Regions from separate parts of the Mus musculus genome. Here region 1 is linked to region 2. The links are chromatin contacts, called in public HiChIP or PLAC-seq maps. All regions are on one chromosome and are shown on one strand. Each heading gives the region's core, a stretch centred on a gene start, on an enhancer-like site or on the middle of the called end of the contact. The rest is flanking DNA. Distances are from core to core; before and after follow the strand shown. Region 1 overlaps Fry (FRY microtubule binding protein). Region 2 overlaps Fry (FRY microtubule binding protein).

Region 1 (6,513 bases), core at 1,927-4,426, 76 kb before region 2:
TGTGGTTGCTGGGAATTGAACTCAGGATCTCTGCTCACTCTGGTCCCGTTCTCTATGGCCCTGCTTACTCCTGGCCCAAAGATTTATTTATTATTATATGTAAGTTCACACTAACTTCAATTTGTCTGAGAGGGGCTGGAGAAATGGCTCAGTGGTTAAGAGCACTGACTGCATTTCCAGAGGACCTGAGTTCAATTCCCAGAAACCACATGGTGTCTCACAACCATCTGTAATGGGATCCGATGACCTCTTCTGGTGTGTCTGAAGACAGCTACAGTGTACTCACATACATGAAATAAATAAATCTTTAAAAGAAATATTGTCAGAGAGACACCTCCTCTATCCTGTCTAGCTTCCAAATTTACAGATTAGCAACCTCTGCTCTGTGTACAAAGTATTTTCTCAGTGTCAGGTTGGTCAACAGAGTTAGAGCTGGAAGAGAAGCTATTTGCTTTTGTATTCATAAGAACTTGGCACCCCCAGAACAGATGTTATGTATGCTGATGCCTGGACCTGTCCCTGGAGGCCCACCTCACAAGACCTCTGTCATTTCAAACACCAGAGAAGGCAGACACAGATAAACTCTGATTTTGCAGCCCATCAGGCACATCCAGACCTATTCTCCAATAGGAAATTCCTTTTCCAATAAAGGCTGGATTATAAATGCCTTGGTGCATGGCACAACAGAGGTTCAGAGGGGAATCTGTAGTGTGCCTTATACCGTGGTGACAGGCTTTCTTATACAGAAAGCACCCCGCCACCCACCTGCATGCAGGAGCACTGTCCCCTCCTAGGAGAGTGGCTAAGGTGAGAGTGTAGCAGTCACCTAACCACAGAGCAATAAACAATAACAAGTAACCGCTCTAGAGCAGGAAGATCTTGGGTCAGTGAGAGGAAGGGAAGAGATACACACAGTCCAACGGAAAAGAGGCTGGACTTGAGCTGAGGCGGGGTGGGGGTGGGGGAGTCAACTGGAGAACAGGCTGTTCTGTGAGAGGAAGGAAGGCAACTGGGCTACACATCAGAAAGGCAGAGGAAGGAAACATGCGTACGTGCTTCTGTGAGTCATCTTAAAAATCAAGTCAAGGTGAAATAGAAATGTCTGTGACTTAGACCTTTACCACGGGCTAACATCTGACCATGGTTTATAGTATTCTGACTTTAGGGTTAATGAGGAAAAGCAAGCCAGAATGTTAAAGCTGTAATCAGAGAGCCAGGATAGCTCATGTCTTTGGTGGTACCAAGTTCTGACGGATGAATCTATGTCTTTTCTAACACCGTAACTATATCAAATGCCATAGAATTTAGGTCATGAGAAAATGGAGGTGTCTTTAAAAGTGAGAGCCAATATTTTATTTATTTATCTATCATCTATCTATCAATCAATCATCTATCTATCTGTCTGTCTGCATTTAAAAGAAAAATGGAGAGACTTTACTCATGCCGAGAAATAACATGCTCAGCATGTCACATATGTTTTATGATGGTTTCCCAAGAAATTTAACTTAAAATGTCTTGATCTTGGGATTAATGTTCTAGTATTTTTCAATCTAGAACAAGAGTTTGTTCAGGGGGAGGGGGCTTTATTTTTTTGGCCAAAAACGAACAGTTCCAATGCCAAGAAATCCCAATTACAGTTCTTATTCTTTCCTTTGAGTTGGGGCAATCATAGAAATAATTCTTTTCAGCTCTAATATTATTGGTTCAAAGCTTTCAGGGGTTTCTTTTTTCTTTTTTCTTTTTTTGGTTTTTTGTCAGGGGTTTCTTGATTTCGGCATATTGTAAAATGGTATAGAAAGTGTTATAGCTTTCCTTTATCAGTATTTCTCCCCCCTACCCCCCCACCATATTTTTTTTCTCTTTCAAAGTTGCAAAACTATAGCCAAAATCAGAATCAGGAATGACTAATTCTATTCTAATAGTGATAAGACTATTTTGATATCTCTAATATAAAGAAATAAAATTCTACACTAAAGGTCATATGTGTGGTTACAACATCCAAATGAATGGTTTCATGGGGCAGGATATTTTCTGTGAATTTTGATAAACTAAACCTTAAGTAAAATATCCACAAGATTTTTTTTTTTTTGTCTTAAAGCCAACCTTTTAAAGTAGGGAAATTATATATTAGATAACTCTTCCTCTCAGGGAGTCCAGCTAGGAGAGTTTTATGCAGATTTGGCATAATTCTGTGTGATTGACATTAAATATTTCTATCGTTTGCCAAAAGGCAAGCACTGAATCAATGAGCAAATTGTATAATTGGTTCCTACTCGAGGAAAAATTCCCCCCCAGTGCTCGCGTACTCCTACGCCTCACTTAGTGAACTGTTTTATAAAAGCCACCACACTCCCAGCGCCACGACAGTCTCTCTCCACTACTTGCTTTTGCAGTCAGTCAGTGGTCAAGTATTTCATTTTACAAAGGCCTCAGGCCAAATCTCTCAGCCAAAGGGACGTCTGCTCAAGTTTGTGAGCATAAAACAACTTCAAAACACAGGACCGGGTGGGAGCTTCAGTCATTTCACTAAAACCAGAGGCGTAAAGCCCCTCCACTTTGAACCTCCCTCTACAAACTCTTAACAGGATTTTTTTTTGGTCTTTCCCCCCATGTCCTTACAATAGAAATTCCACAAATCTCTTCACCTTTGACCCCTCTGAAATCTGCAGATTATTTATATCAGGCAAAGAAGCCTCGAAGTTTGCCATTCTGGTGTTGAAGGAATGAGGGTCTGCGGGGGCGGAGTCACAGGCACTGGTCAGCAGCTCCATGGGATTCGCCTCCTCGGAGGGGGAGAGGTTCATGATCTGTTTAGAAGGCAAAGCAAAGAAAATGTAAAGGAAGTTCCTGTCAGGAGAACGCACATCACTGGTCCCCGGTACTTGGTTGACAGGTATCATTTTCCTAAGCTCTCTATATCATTGACTGTCATTAGCATATTAACGTAGCCGTGGGCAACCCCGTATGACCTGGCCTCAGGGTACCAAATGCCTACAGTGACCTACAGTGAAGAAGAGGTCAACAGCCATAAAGAGTTTATTTGGCTGGAAACCAAACTCCTGAGTTAATTTAAAAAAAAAAAAAAAAAAAAAAAGCAAACCAAACCCAAGGCTTCCTTCCCAACCCTCCAGTGGGAGAGTTCCTACTTACAAGGTCTGAGTGTTCCAGGATCTGGCTGGCTGTGAGGTCCTCCTCGGATGACTCATCGGAATCCTCGTGGCTCATCTTGTTTAGGCTGGGAGTACTTCTGGAGAGCTGGCGCTCCTCCAGGATCTGCATATCACACTTGTCCAGGCTGTCCAGGGAGCGCCTGCGCACTCCCCAGTTGAAGTTGTCCATACTCTCCCCCTGAAATCACACCACAAACGACTTTTCATGCCCCGGGTCCTCCTGCACACACACGCGCACACGCACACACCTTCACACAGTCAGTCCCAGCTTAGAAACAAACGAGGTCACCATCGACTCTCAAGCCCTCATCTGCTTCAATGCTCAGACTTCTGTTTACCAATAAGGAGACAAAGAAGCCAAGCTTTTCTGGAAATGTGTGTTACTTCCCAAGTAAAAGTGAAGACACACTTCTCTTTGATGTGTTAGTTATACATGTATACATATATGTATATATATATATTTTTTTTTTTTGAAACAAGGCCTCTTTGTATATAGCCTTAGATGACATGGAACTCACTTTGTAGACCAGGCTGCCCTCCAACTCACAGAGATCCATCTGTCTCTGTCTCTGTCTCTGTCTCTGTCTCTGTCTCTGTCCCTCTCTTTCTCTCTCTCCCAAGTGTTGGGATTAAAGGCATGCACCATCACACCCAGAAGGAAATACATATTTCTTTTTCTTTTTTTCTTTTTTCTTTTCTTTTTTTGAGAGAAATACATATTTCTTAAAGTCGATTTTGGTAAACCCTAGAAAATTTTGTGTTTTCAAAAATCTGTTCCAAAAAAAAGAGGGAGATTATTAATATTAAAATAACTAAAATTAGGGTGCACCTTCCCTCCCCCGCCAGCCTCTGTTTAGTTAGAGTTTTCTGGAGGGGAAGCAAGTGTGCTCAGAGCAGATTCCGGAATGCCTTGGCTGTTGTTAAGTAGAAGCGTGTTAGGTAAACACCCTAGACTGTTTTGCCACAACGGATTCCACAGAAAAATGCAGAGTTAAAAGTCTGTGAGAGCTGTGCCAAGTTTGAGGGGCTGTGCACTAATCGGAAGCCACAACTTGGCTTTTGCTTAAGACTCAAGTTTAAATTGCCCGAGCTGGGAAGTGGTTAAATTTCTTTCCTTGGCACTGAAGATTTCCTGCAGACTTGCCCATTCTGACTCAGTGAGAACAAGCATAGTCAGGCAAGGAAGTTTTAACTCCTGGAGTTGTAGCTCATATCTTCTCTACAAAAGCGCCAGGTATTAGATAAAATGAATGTGGGGTTCGGTTCTCTCGAATCAGGACTAAAGGACGATATCTACACTGTACTGACTGGTCCTGTGTGTCATTTGACACAAGCTAGAGTCATCAGAGAGGAAGGAGCCTCAGTTGAGAAAATGCTTCTATGAGATCCAGCTCTATGGCTTTTTCTAAATTAGTGATCAATGGCGGAGGGCTCAGCCCATTGTGGGTGGAGCCATCCCTGAGATGGTAGTTCTGGGTTCTGTAAGAAAGCAGGCTGGCCGAGCAAACCATGGGGAGCCAGTAAGCAGCACCCTCCATGGCTTCTGCATCAGCTCCTGCCTCCAGGTTCCTGCCCTGTTTAAGCTCCTGTCCTGATTCCTTCAGTGATGAACAACCACGTGGAGGTGTAAGCCAAATAAACCCTGTCCTCCTCAGTTTGGGTTTTTGGTCATGGTGCTTCATTGCAGCTATAGAAACCCTAACTAAGGCACACTCTGATGATAAACAAAAGAGTCATCTGAGTAAGGTCCAGCGCTCCATCTCATTGGATGGTCATTTGAAACCTAATGGCTCCTGAGGTCAGCGAGCAGCACACTAGTCCAAGAGCCATGGGTGGGTATCACATGCAGAGAGCAGGAGGCTTAGTTCTCCTCTTCTGGCTCCTGGTTTTAGATAAGGCAGGTTTATTGAACCAGTCCTTGGTGTCACAGACCTCAACTCTAACAGGTGCCGGCAGCCTGTCCAAGTTTTGTTTTGACCATTTGTGGAAGAAAGCAATAGCAAGATTCCTAAATACATCATTGCAGATATAGAAAGTGTTACCATCATTTGTCCTGTTATGGTATTTTCAGGGATTTATTTATTTTTATTTTATGTGTGTGCCCGTGTGTATGCAGGTACACCGTGTCGCAGTGCCCACAGAAGCCAGTGAAGGGAGTCGGATCCCCTGAGATTAAAGTTACAGATGGCTTTGCGCTGCTGGGGTGCTGGGAACTGAACCTGGGTCTGTCTTCATGCTATGTGGGTTGGTCTTCCCTACTTTGAAGTGTTCCGAAATCCCAACTGTTCTTGAGGGCCATCAATGGAGGTCCCAAGTGGAAAATTCCATGGTACAGCTGACAGTCAAAACCCAGCCCCCCTAAAAATGCTGTATGAAATTACCATCAGGCTAAATGCAGAGGAAATAAAAGTCAATTTAGCATTTAGACTCGAGGCTCATCCCCAAGAAACTGTGTGTATATTATGCATATGCAAATATTTCCAAATAAATAAAACCACTCAAATCCGAAACATGTCTAGTCCCAAGCATTCTGCATAAGGAAACTCCACCTGTACCTGTTTCCCGCAGATGGCTGTAAGAACTTACTACTGAATAATTTGGGTTTCTTCCTAGTGGGAACAGTTAATTCTTTAACGTAACCACTGCAGTAGGAATATGGAAAAAAAAAAAAAAGTAAAGACCAAAAGGTCCTAAAAGGAAAAAGAAATGTAATTTGTAAAAACAAAACAAAACAACAACAAAAGGAGGGGAATGGAAATAAGGAAAATAAAGAATGTGAGAAGTCTGTAAACATAGACTGACAACAACAATTTTTCTTGTGCCAAATGAACAGATGAGTTTGGGAAGGCTCCCACAAGCCACAGCTCTGGAGGTCTCCTCCATTGATGGAGCCTGCAGCATCCCAGAGGTATGACAGGTCAGAGGCTGCTATACTGGGCACAGATGCTCTTGTCGATGTGGGGGAAACTGAACCCACTGGGCATGAGAACTGGGAGGCACAGGTAATATCCATCTCCATAGAGGATGTGACCGGTCTATTCCAGGCAAAGCTGTTGAAATTATTTCCCTTGTGGTAGCTGAGGGGTGTAGCTCTCGGTAAGGACTATGGGTAAAGCTAGAACATGTGATTAGCATTGTTGTTTGTTTTGTTTTTTTTTAAGTATAGAACAGAGTTTATTCAGGGCACGGGGAGGGGAGTTAAGAGGGCAGTGCAGGCAGAGAGAGGCAGAGGGAGGGGGGAGAGAGAGAGTAGAGGCCGGCCATGAGCAAGTGTATGTGTGTATGTGAGAGAGAGAGAGAGAGAGAGAGAGAGAGAGAGAAAGAGAGAGAGAGAATGGAGAGA
Region 2 (6,435 bases), core at 810-3,309:
TATCCATTGTTCCAAAGCAGGGGTGGGGGGGATGCTTGCTCTTTTGTTAGGTATGTATGTATGTATGTATTTATATTTTTCGAGGCAGGGTTTCTCTGTGTAGCCCTGGCTGTCTTGGAACTCACTCTGTAGACCAGGCTGGCCTCGAATTCAGAGATTCTCCTGCCTCTGACTCCTGAGTGCTGGGATTAAAGACATGTGCCAAGACTGCGAGCCATTAGTTAGGCATTTATTGAGTGTTCTATTTCACCTGCTAGGGCCATGAACTCCCCTAGGTAAATGTTACAGATCTGTTTGGCCTTCATAAGTCACTGGGCTGGAAGGGGGCAGAACTGGACTTTCAGAGCCAGGGAGATGAGATCCTATCAAGTGGTCTCCCTAAACCTGGGTTCTGGGGAGATCACTGACTCTAGAGACAGACATCTCCTGCATTCATGACTAAGCAGCTGTAAGTAATCTCTCCTGATAGTCTTTGTGAATCAGATGGGTACAGAAATCCAACGCCTGTGCGTGCTCACCTGCTGAACAGAGTGCAGGATGCTGACCTGGTGACATGCTTAGGATCTGAGTCTAGCAAATACAGAAGAAAATGAGGATATATGACAGTCATCTACAGGAAAGGCAGATGTGCATGTATAAGAACTATAGGAGCCCTTCCACGTCGGGTTCTGACAACTGTAACATAAGAGAACGTATACGTCTTTATTCTGACTGTGCCTGGCCAATGGCCTTAGTGATTATCGTGATTGTGATTGCCCAAAATTAGCATTTTGTGTTCTGTGTCATGAAAGTCTGTGGAAAGTTTACAGATTCCACAATGCAGTCATTTGCATATGTGACAGGCATCAGTGCTAAGTACCAGCTAAGTGTGTTCTTCAGTGACCCCCCCCCCCTCCCCGCAGACTTCCCTGTTTGTGGAGCTGGAATGAATCCAAGACTGCTCACTGGACTTTTCTGTTTTAAAGGATAGATAGCTAAGCTGGGTAGTGGTGACACACGCTTTCCCAGCGAGGCAGAGGCAGGAGGATGTCTGTTAGCGTATGCAGCTAGAGGCTTACATTTAGCTAGTACTGTGGTAAAAAATCTGCCATGTTCTAAATACTTGTCATCTTAGGTTGTAGATCCTTTTCCTCCTCCTCCTCCTTCTTCTTTTTTTTTTTTTTTGAGACGAGCTCTCACTATATAGAGCAGGGTGGCCTAGAACTCAGAGATTCACTCGCCTCTGCTTCCCAAGTGCTCAGGTTAAAGGCATTTGTACCACACACCACAGGCTCAAGGTTCCATTCCTGGGTCTAGTTTTAGGTTTCTTAAGGGTCACCGGGGCCTTTGATCCCAGCATGCAGGAGGCAGAGGCAGGGAGATCTCTAAGTTCTAGGCCAGCCTGGTCTACAGAGCAAGTTCCAGGTTAGCTAGGGCTACACAGAGAAACCCATCTTGAAAAACAAAGTGTTGTGCCCTGAGCTAACCCCTGGCTTAATGCTTCTGAGTTTTAATAACTGTGAGGGTCAAAGGTACTAAAAATAAAACCATCCTGGGAACTATAAAGTAACACATAGTGGAACTTATGTATTGAGACTGCTGTAATACAAAATATTAAGTACAAAATTAAACAAAGATTATGTATTAAAAATAACAATTTAAGGCTAGTTATTTGAAATTGAAGTTTTCAAAAATATTTGAAAGTTCAAATTTTGTATGAAATTTTTTTTTCAGACCTGTCCTGTGCTATTTTTTGAAAAGCTAATCTTTCTTTCTTAGGTATCTGGGTCTCAGGTTATTAATCTGCCTTGAGAGGCTTGACACATAGGGTTTTTATTTGGCTCTGTTTTGAGAGAGAGGCTCAGGATTTATAACTGACATCAGATAGCATTGGGGACCACACGTCTGCTTACCGAATCTGAAACTGCCACATGAATGAAGCTTTCAAGAATGGAAGAACTCAGCTGATCCATGACATCAATCATTGGCCTGTCATCGTCCTGTACAAAGGAGGAGCCAGTTATACCCCATGGGAAACGTGTCCTTCCCACCGTCCCCACAACCTTCATCCCAGGACATGAAGCAGAGCAGCCTGCCAGACAGTGATAACAGTTTTCTCACAGAGACAGGAAAGAGAAGGCAGGGACTAAAACAACCCTTTGGTCCCGAGGATAGACAGACTTTTGATTTCCAGCGCAAGATAATTAAAGCTCCAGTTTCAAATACTTGCTCATACTCCAGAATCTAAATGCCAGTACTGTATATTAGTCTCGGAGACACTCACACTTCTGGGATAAGCTTAAGGGGCAGGAGCCCTGCCTGCAGGAACATACCTCGCTGGGACACTAAAATGATCTTATTTGAGGTCACTGGCTTACCAGGATAGCTGACAACGTGGCCTGTGATTGAATTTTAGTCCAAAGAAAACACACAGTAGACAAGCCCTGTACCCCATGCTTCCCATGTGCAGTGCAGCCTTGCCTCTTATCTTGGGAGGCCACATTTTCTTCCGCCACCATCGAAACCAAGGTGTTTGTTTTGGCGTCATGATGTTTTAAAGAGGATGTATTACGTTTTCTAGTTTATTCTCTATGTGTGGCAGCTTCTTAATTAGATGTATGTCAGATGCTGAGAGGAATGACCCACAACCAAATTAATCTTAAAATTCTTGGTAAAGTGGGGTCATTTAGGAACTTAGAAGTGGTCTCTTCTGTCACTGTCAGAATATAGGATTTGCTTCTACTAGATTAAAGATGCCACTGTGCCCATAAATCTCACAATATGGTTACACAGTGACAATACCAGCTGATAGTCCAGCGTGGCTGGGAAGTTCCACAAGGCCCCACCCCTGGTAGAGAGCTACAGGTAGTTAACGGCTGTTGAGAAAGATAATTAGTCTTCTCTATACACAAATCTCCCATAGGTTATCTGATCCTAAACGGTCAGCCCTAAGCACATGCATATTAGCAATACTAAATGGACTAGTAGGCTGGACTTTCACACTATATATATTATATGTGTGTGTGTATCATATGTATGTTTATGTGTGTATGTATATATATATGTGTGTGTGTGTTTAAAAAGAGAAGATAGTGAAATTGGGGGGGTATGGATTGGAGCCAAGAGAGTGTTGTATGGAAATACAGTATGAAATTTGGAAATAAAGTTTAAAAAAAAAGAAGCAGCAGAAAAGACCCAGGTTCAGTTCCCAGCACCCACACGGCAGTTCACGACTGCCTGCAACTCCAGTGCCAGCAGATTTAATGACTTCTTCTGGCTCGCAAGGACCCTGAATGTACATGGTACACGTGCTTGGGTGGAAAATACTTGTGCACAGAAAATAACAAGAAATGCAATCTTAAAAGGTGGTTTACTTAAGATTTTAAAAAGAATTCTGTTATAGCCTGGGAATGCATGTCTTTAATCCCAGAATTTAGGAAGCTGAGCCAGACAGAACTCTGTGAGTTCAAGGCCTACGGACCCTGTCCTCAAAACAAAATAAAGCAAAAACAGATAAACAAACCAAACGAAACTACAGCCACTATCTAATTAAAAACCCAACAATGTATCAACAACAAAGTCCTTGCCCTACACATATTAGGTACCCCCAATAGTACTGTGTTATTTCTAGTCTTTGATCCATAGCTGTTGAAGGGAGACTCCTGGAGAACACCCCGTACCTCGGGCTGACCCAGGGCCAGGAAGAGAGCTCGGATCTCCTTGAGTATCAGCACCGACAGCTTGCGTGTGGCCACCTGGAAGCTGCAGAGCAAGACGAGAGCGAAGCCTTCCACAGCATGGAGGACACTGCAGTGCGGGCCTCGTTCTGACTGCATACGGTGGCTGGAGCCGTTGGGAATGAGCTGTCGTGCAAGAAGAACATTCCAGGGTCAGCAGCAAGATAACAAGGGAGAAATACAGGCTTTCTGCACATTTAGTTTCATAAAATTAAATTGAAACAGCTTAGAGACAAGAGTGTGTGAAATGATTATTATTCATGAGATCTCTGGATTCCCTTTTTGCCTTTCGGATCGATCAATGGGTGCTTTGTGATAAAGCCAGCCGTCTGTTACCTCTGATGGGAAATGACTGTTTAAGGGCTGTACGTAGAGAGGAGACGGATCTTGCCTCTCCATCCACACCATTTGGGATTATGCTACAGCTGAGATCAAAGTGGTTTAATTTATTTTCACTGAAGTTTCTACAGACAAAAGACACTATTAAGTTAGATTTTTCAAAATTTTTACTTTCTAATTGATACTAGTGTATGTATGTATGTATTTATGTATGTATGTACTATGAATGTATGTACATACACACATATTTGGTGGTACTGGTATATATGTGTGTTTGGATTCAGACTCTGGGAAAAGGAACTGAGGTGCATATTTTACATATCAAAGCAGACCTGGCCTTCAGGTCCTCCCAGCATCCCCCAGTCCCTACCTGGCATACCCCCCGCCTCCAGCCCTGAACCTTCTAGCCCAGGGGCTGGGCTGCCCTTCCCCCCAGAGGCTCTTCCCTACATGTAATTCAGACATTTTTGCCTTTTCCTTTCTCCCCTTCTCTCTCCTCCTTTCTCTGTGAGTACACCCCTTTTCCTTTTCTCTTCCCTCTCCCCCACCTCCCCATGGTGACTTCCCTGGCCTTGGTCCTTGGGGCCAGTGGACTCGCCCGAGAGCAGCTTCCTAACAAATCTGCATTTAATATACTCTAATCTGGCTTGAATTGGCTCACTCCACCAGCAGAGAAATAACCTATCAATGTGTACTGAGAATATTGAACCTAGGGCATCCCATATGTTAGGCAAGTTCTCTACCCTCCTGTGCCAACTCAAGCCCAAAGCTGGAGTTTTTTCCAAGAGAATTCAGTTTTTGTTTTTTAAGGTCGGGAGAGGTCACTGTTGTTACTTTGTATTTTTTTAAAACAACTTTAAAAAGGCTTCTATTAGTTTTTAGTAACTGGCTTGCGCCTGCCTCTGCATGTGTGCTCATGTGGAGCAAGAGGTCAGAAGAAGGCATCAGTGCCTGTGGAACTGGAGTTAGAGATAGAGTGAGCTACCTGATCGGGGAACCTTTGGGAGAGCAGCTGGCACACTCAACTGCTGAGCTACCCCTCAGCCAGCCCCCTTTTCTGTATGTTTTTGGGGGCAGGGTCTCACTATGCAGCTCAGACTAACCTAGAATTCCTGATCTTCCTCCCCCTGCCTCCAAGTACTGGGATTATAAGGATAAACCAACACTAACTTACATTTTCTTAGGTAGAATCTATTCTAAGTTTTGCATGTTTACATACATGATGGGTTCTGGAAGTTTCCAAACTGCAATCACATGACCCTCAAGCAAAGGCAACTGAGAGGCTAGGCAGGTGCCACCTCCGTTCCCGTCTTCAAAGCATTTGGGCTTCTTTTTCAACCAGTTGGTCTTTTGTTCATGTAGCACACAGGAACCTGAACGCCACCCTCACTTTTCACTGGGTGCTGCTATGCTGCCCAGAGTCTCCGCAGGTCACTGAGCCTCCGATGATGCTGTCCCTCCAGAACCAGAGATCCGCATGGCCACTGCCAGCTCACCATGTGTCTCTGAGACCCTGGTACCCTTCCATGCATGCTCCAGACTGCTAGCAATAGTTTTACCATTCACTAGTGACCAAGAAACTCGAAGACTGCATTGTCATCTGTGCAGATACAGTGTGAAGCAATAAATGTTAACTTGGAAAAAAATACTCCGGTGGACAGCTAACTGCTGGATCTCTCCCCGTCTGTCTCCATGACACAATTTCCACCCCTTACATGGCCTTCTTGGAGTTAACAAGTCCAACCTTATGGAATGCTGTTTCCTGTGTTCCTTGGTCACAACATGGCTGGTGGAAGAACTAAGGACCAGCATCACAGGTAGGCCCGAGGCATCAGGAAGGAAAAACTCTAAAGGTTCCCTAGGCTGCCTCGATGTATGTGTGTGTGTGTATGTATATATATATGTGCGTGTGTATATGCATGTATTTGTGTGTGTGTTTGTGTGTGTTTGTGTGAATCTGTGTATGTGTTTGTGTGTGAGTATGTGGGTATATGTATGTATATATATATGTGTGTGTGTGTGTGTATGTGTATATATGTGTTTTTGTATATATATGTTTGTGTATGTATGTATGTGTGTATGTTTGTGTATATGTGTTTATGTATACATGTGTTTATGTGTATGTGTATATATGTGTGTATATGTTTGTGTGTGTTTGTATGTATTTGTATATCTGTGTATGTATGTATGTGTGTGTGTGTGTATATATGTGTGTGTGTGTTTATATATGTGTATATGTGTATATGTTTGTGTGTGTTTGTGTGTACATGAGTGTATGTGTGAGTGTGTATTACATAAAAAGGTGCACATAATCACCTCTGAGTTTCTGATCTTGTTGGCTTGTTCGTAGGCTCTTCCCTGTGTCTGTATGACCAGTTTC

The links. HiChIP or PLAC-seq counts read pairs in DNA pulled down with a chosen protein or histone mark.
Region 1: an H3K27ac HiChIP or PLAC-seq map of heart atrium shows a contact between it and region 2, with 5 read pairs. The contact joins two enhancer-like sites. A contact is called at or near these places in 2 of 484 Hi-C or Micro-C datasets (cortical neurons and nephron progenitors), 1 of 115 datasets of contacts at active chromatin or transcription factors (heart atrium) and 3 of 9 other capture datasets (adipose tissue, liver and pancreatic islet).

The regions. Positions count from the first base shown.
Region 1 is chr5:150,463,079-150,469,591 of GRCm38.p6, reverse strand. It overlaps Fry (FRY microtubule binding protein), which reads right to left. Exons shown (of 61, transcript NM_172887.2): 52 at 3,151-3,348; 53 at 2,646-2,807. Among named protein-coding and RNA genes, the nearest start is that of Gm5, 36 kb to the left of the region's middle. Within about 2 kb of position 3,176, at least 126 of the 459 cell types and tissues checked have an H3K27ac peak or open chromatin away from gene starts, as enhancers often do. A contact at or near this core is called in heart atrium, where this site is marked.
Region 2 is chr5:150,386,180-150,392,614 of GRCm38.p6, reverse strand. It overlaps Fry (FRY microtubule binding protein), which reads right to left. Exons shown (of 61, transcript NM_172887.2): 18 at 6,372-6,435; 19 at 3,660-3,842; 20 at 1,893-1,979. Among named protein-coding and RNA genes, the nearest start is that of Gm36299, 18 kb to the left of the region's middle. Within about 2 kb of position 2,059, at least 21 of the 459 cell types and tissues checked have an H3K27ac peak or open chromatin away from gene starts, as enhancers often do. A contact at or near this core is called in heart atrium, where this site is marked.